Regions from separate parts of the Sus scrofa genome. Here region 2 is linked to region 1. The links are chromatin contacts, called in public HiChIP or PLAC-seq maps. All regions are on one chromosome and are shown on one strand. Each heading gives the region's core, a stretch centred on a gene start, on an enhancer-like site or on the middle of the called end of the contact. The rest is flanking DNA. Distances are from core to core; before and after follow the strand shown.

Evidence for each region. HiChIP or PLAC-seq counts read pairs in DNA pulled down with a chosen protein or histone mark.
Region 2: an H3K27ac HiChIP or PLAC-seq map of alveolar macrophages shows a contact between it and region 1. The contact joins two enhancer-like sites. A contact is called at or near these places in 1 of 47 Hi-C or Micro-C datasets (epiblast stem cells) and 2 of 2 datasets of contacts at active chromatin or transcription factors (alveolar macrophages and skeletal muscle).

Annotation. Positions count from the first base shown.
Region 1 is chr14:28,515,798-28,518,505 of Sscrofa11.1, forward strand. No RefSeq gene overlaps it. Among named protein-coding and RNA genes, the nearest start is that of NCOR2, 130 kb to the right of the region's middle. Within about 2 kb of position 1,359, at least 14 of the 83 cell types and tissues checked have an H3K27ac peak or open chromatin away from gene starts, as enhancers often do. A contact at or near this core is called in alveolar macrophages, where this site is marked.
Region 2 is chr14:28,666,100-28,668,807 of Sscrofa11.1, forward strand. The region is part of intron 3 of NCOR2 (nuclear receptor corepressor 2); the gene reads left to right. Among named protein-coding and RNA genes, the nearest start is that of NCOR2, 25 kb to the left of the region's middle. Within about 2 kb of position 1,307, at least 36 of the 83 cell types and tissues checked have an H3K27ac peak or open chromatin away from gene starts, as enhancers often do. A contact at or near this core is called in alveolar macrophages, where this site is marked.

The DNA of each region.
Region 1 (2,708 bases), core at 109-2,608:
GACTCAAAGGGACCATGCCGTATGACTAGGATGCCAAGGAACACCTAGGGTTGCCGGCAAAACCAGAAGCTAGAAGAGGAAGGAAGTGTTCTTCCCCAGAACCATCAGAGTATGGCCTTGTTGACCCCTTGATTTCAGACTTCTGGCCTCCAGAATTGTAAGACAATGAATTCCTCTTGTTTTAAGATGCCCAGTTTTTGGCATGTTGTTACAGCAATCGAGGAACCTAATATAGTAACTTGAGTTGGTCTCTGTCACTTGCAAGCAAGAATTCTGAGCAGTGCATGGTTACAGCCTCATATAAGCAGTTATTTACAAAAATGGTAAGTTTCCCATTGGAAATACCAGACTCCAACAATTTAGTGGTACCCAGAGTGCTTACACGGACTTTATCTTCCTCCATTATTCCCCCCAGTCCATATCCCTAGTGCAGCCTGACCTTGGCAAGCTGCACCCCACTCCCTCAGGATGTATGATTATTTGGTCCCCATGCTTAGGTCAAATAAGCTTTGTTTTATCCTACTTCTTTTTTCTTTCTTCCTTTTCTTTTTCTTTTTCTTTTTTTTTTTTATGGCTGCACCTGCAGCATACAGAATTTCCCAGCCTAGTGGTCAAATCAGAGCTGCAGCTGCCAGCCTACACCACAGCCACAACAGCCTCAGATCTGAGCTGCATCTTTGACCTATGTTGCAGCTTGCAGCAACACTGGACCCTTAACCTGCTGAGCAAGGCCAGGGATCGAACCCTCATCCTCATGGACCCTATGTCGGGTTCTTAACCCACTGAGCCATAATGGCCACCACAAGCTTTTTATCATCCCTGTAATAGAGCTTATTCCATGACAATGTCCCAAGTGCCATGAATACCAATGATATGAAATGAGATGATTTTAAGTAGAACACCACAGTATTTTTTTTGGCTTTAATAATTAGTATTTATTTCAATGTGTGTTCACACGTTGTAACTGTGCAGCAAACCTGCAGTGTCACAAATATCATTGTTCACTGTATCTGTCTGAGTCCCAGTTCTCAAATGGAGTAACTGGGAGAGTTAGTGAAGGGACAGCCTACAAAGGTGGAGGTGAGGTCTGTGGAGGGAACCCAAGAAGAAATTGTGCAGTGCCCAGGGCTCCTGAAAACAAGAAGCTGTTATTACCCATAGGCTGCATGGACAGGAAGTAGCTACTGGAACCCAGAGAGAGCTGGAGCTGGAGGACAGGGGCCATCTGACAGAAGGGTCCTTCAGCAGAAGAACACAGCCCCTGTTCCAGTTACGGTCAGGCAGGAAAGGCAGTACCGGGGAAGTACCTCACCCTTTTTCTTCTCCCACCCTTCTATCTTTCCTTGGTGCTTCCCATTGGCTGATTCTGGAAGGAAGCCAGAGTGCAAGGGATCCTGGGAAATGTAGTCCACAGGGTCAGCCTCCTGATAAACAGAGCAGGGAGGGTCTGGAGGGGCAACCGAAAGTTAACCAGCTTGGTACAACCACTATGGAAAACAGATGAAAGTACCTCAGAAAACTAAACATAGAACCAGCAATCCCACTCTTGGGCATATATCCAGACAAAACTTTCATTGAAAAAGATACATGCACCTGTATCTTCATTGCAGCACTCACTGTTTACAATATGCACAGGGAACTATATCTGGTCACTTGTGATGGAACATGATGGAGGATAATGTGAGAAAAAGAATATATAGGAGTTCCCGTCATGGAGCAGCGAAAATGAATCCAACCATGAGGTTGCAGGTTCAGTCCCTGGCCTCGATCAGTGGGTTCAGAATCTGGTGTTGCCGTGAGGTCTGGTGTAGGTCGCAGATGCTGCTCAGATCTGGCGTTGCTGTGGTTGTGGCAGCTGTAGCTCCAATTAGACCCCTAGCCTGGGAATCTCCACATGCCATGGGTACAATCCTAAAAAGCAAAAAAAAAAAAAAAAGAATATATATGTATATGTATGACTGGGTCACTTTGCTGTACAGTAGAAATTAGCAGAACACTATAAATCAACTATAATTGAAAAAATAAAAATAAAAAAAAGAAAGTTAACCAGCGTAGCTAATGTGAGGCTGCATAAACGACAAATGTAAATGTAAGGAAACAGTTGAATTTTAAGTAGGTCCATTCAGGCACTGATCATTCTGCACGTGACCCGAAAACAAGGACACTTTATTTCCTTTCTCCCACTGTACACTGACCTCTGCTTATATGCCATTTTGTCCCCAGATCCCAGCTTTGGGGTCACATCTCACATTGCACCAGCCACCTCTGACTTGGGGGATCTGGGGGACTTGGAAGCACCTCCAGAGGAGAGTTTGGCCGTGGGAAGGCTCAATATTTTCCAGAACTCTTTCTCAGAGCTAGCCAGCTCCCCTCTCTGCTCCCAGGGGAGCCCAGAACTCTGATGGTTTCCCTATGAACATTGCCAGCGTGGTTTTTAACAGGCAGTTGCTGTGCAAGTGCCCATCAGGCCGAAAAGAATGAAGCAAATCAGCATGTGCTGGCACAGGAGAGAGACAGAAATGTGGTGGGCGGAAAGGGCCCTTGCAAGGCTGTTGGTAATGCACACAGTGGGCAGAATAGCGCCCCCTGAAGATGCCCAGGCAAAAGGAGCCTGGCAGATGTGACTAAGGACATTGAGATGGAGAGACCATCCCGGGCGAACCGCACAGACCCTAAATGTAACCACAAGTGTCCTTTTGAGAGGGAGA
Region 2 (2,708 bases), core at 57-2,556, 150 kb after region 1:
TCCTGGCCCTGGAGGCATCTTCCCAGGCATCCTGGGCATGGAGCTGCTTTGATAGCAAGGCCTCCCAGGAGCCGGAAAGACCTCCAGATATGGCTTTAAACCCCTGTTCCTCCCATTTTGCTGAATGGCCTTGGGCTGCTCACTTAATCCCTGGGTGCAGCCATTGGCACTAGGAGCCTTGTGGGCCTGAGCATCACTGGCGAATGTCCACAAGGTGCCTGGGGGGTGGTGTCTGCATGTGGCAGTCATCTCCTTTCTCCTGGTGGGTGGCAGGAGACTGAGGAGGGTCTGGACTCAGAGACAGGCCTGTGCTTTGGCCTGCGTCATCTCTGGGCCGCCTGGTGTCTTATGCCAGTGCAGATGGAGAGTGAATTCCGGCTGTGCTTGCAGACCCTGGAAAGCCCCTGCTTCCCCTGCCCTGGCCTCAGGCACACTCCAAGCCAGTCTCCATGCAAGGCTCGCTCAGTCTCACCTGCTCCACTTGCAGAACCTCTCTGTGCCCTGTTCCCTCCATCTCTATGGTCTCCTCTTCCCTCCCCCACAGTATCAGGACCCCACATCTTTCCCTGAGGGTCCTGGCAGACCCCTGGCACTGAAGATCTCCCAGGATTGAGGGTCCCAACACACCTTCCCCTCCTTGTCTCCTTTCCTGCCTGTTAAGGTCCTTTCCAGCTCTCCACAGCCCAGCTCAATTCTGCCTTCTCCCCCAAGTTCCCTGGTACCCCCAAAGCGCCCTTGAGTTCCTGCAAGCCTCACGCTGAATGAATGTGTTAAGGTCAAAAGATGTAGGGTCTGAATCCCAGCACGGTTCCTTCCTGCTGTGTGGCCTTCGGCAAGTTACTTAACCTCTCTGTGCCTTTGTGTTAGAAGGGTGTTTAAGAGCGCAGGCTCTGGAGCCAGATTGCTCCTTCACATCCTGCCTCGGTGATGTCTTAGCTGTGAAACAAGTGGCCTTAGCGCCCCGTGCCTCAGTTTCCCATCGGTTGAGAGAGGGTGGTTAGAAGACTGTGAGGATCTAGTTGATTGTGCGGAGGCTTCCGCATGCACGTTACAGCGCAGTGATGATGATTCTGATGATGCTGGCATGATGACAACCTGCCTGTTAAGGTCCTTTTCCAAATGGCCCCCAGGGTGCACTGTGGGCTTTTCCTCTAGAAGAGGGATTGGCAAATCTCCCCTGGAGATATTTCAGGCTTTCCGGACCACGCAGTCTCTGTCACAACTCCTCGGTGCTGCCACCGTCCTAGCGCGAAAGCAGCTCAGCCAACGCGGACAGGAATGGCCGTGGCTGTGTGCCAGTGACACTTGACGCAATGGGCTGAGCCTGGCTTTGGCCTCGGGCCTCGTTTGCTGACTCCTGCCCTAGATCAGTGTTTATCAGACTCTGTGGGAAGGACCAGTCTGTTTCATTTCCACTTTGTCACAAACGGATACTTCTGCACGTGACCCTGTTCTCGGGTGTGGGGACGCACGCTGGCCATGCACTGGGATGCTGCGGTCTTGTCAACACGCTCTCAAGTAGACTGAATTCTCTCGACTTCCCGCTCCCCCAGACCAAGCGTCACAGACCCAGGAGGCTGCCTGGACCACAGGGGGACAAGTGCCCATGTAGAGGGAGCAGACGGGGTTGAAGTGCTTTGTTAACTCTAGGAGGGTTCTCATGCTTCCGGCCGGAGCGCCCGGAGTCTTTAGGCTGTGACCACAGTGAACCCCACTCTGGGTCTGTTTCTCCTTTGGGGTCTCCCCAGTTCTTGGCTTCCTGTGACCCTCCAGGGGGTCCCTGGGGTAGAGGTCAGTGTGGGTGCTGCAGAAATGGCCCCTAAGATGCTCCTTGGAGGGGCTGTACCATGAGCTCATCTTGCCTGGCTCCCACACTGGGAAACCACGGCCAGAGGGTTCAGACCTCTGCCTTGGGGCTCCTGGGGGCCGTGTGCCTTTTCCCGTTTCGACTGGCCATGGTGGGTGCCGTCCTCCCGAGGTCCTCTCCCCAGGGATGGGGCTGTCTGCTTCTCTGCCGCTTTGTTCACTTTGCTTTTGTGTGAGAGAGAGTCTTGCTCCCTGCAGACTGCAGAGCTGCCCGCTTCCTTCTCACACCCCTGCATGCGTGCGTGCATGCACACACCAGAGCTGTGCCTGGCAACCTCTCTCCAGCCCTTCCTCCTTCCTTCGTGAGCTCTGGGTGCCTTGTGTTAGACATCATGGGGTGTGGGAGAGGGCGCAAGCTGAGCCCTTCTCTGCCTTCTGGAAGCTGCCCTCCGCCTTGGGGGCCACCTTTGGAGAGTTAAGAGGGATTTGTGGTCAGGGGCACAGAGGCCTAGGTGGGGCATACATTTCAATGATGGGGAAACCGAGGCTTGGGGATTTGACTGATGGACAGATACCTCTAGCCTAAGGCCTTGCATCTTCTTGCTTCCACATCAGGGCTGCCCGGGAAGGCCCTTCCCTTGACATTTCCAGCCTCTGGGCTTTGACAGGATCCCTGTTGATTCTGCTTACTCATCCTCCTGCTTCCCAGCCTCTTACAAGCTTTGGTTTTGGAGGGTCTGAAACATACATTCTAACACACCTACGTGGTCTCGTCTAATTCTCTTTGCAGAAATAACTGCTTAAAAAAAAAAAAAAGCCAGACAGCAAAAAGATGACTGGATTTTTATGGAAAATTGGGAGAATTAAGAAAGACGCCAAGAAGAAAATAATCACCTACAATC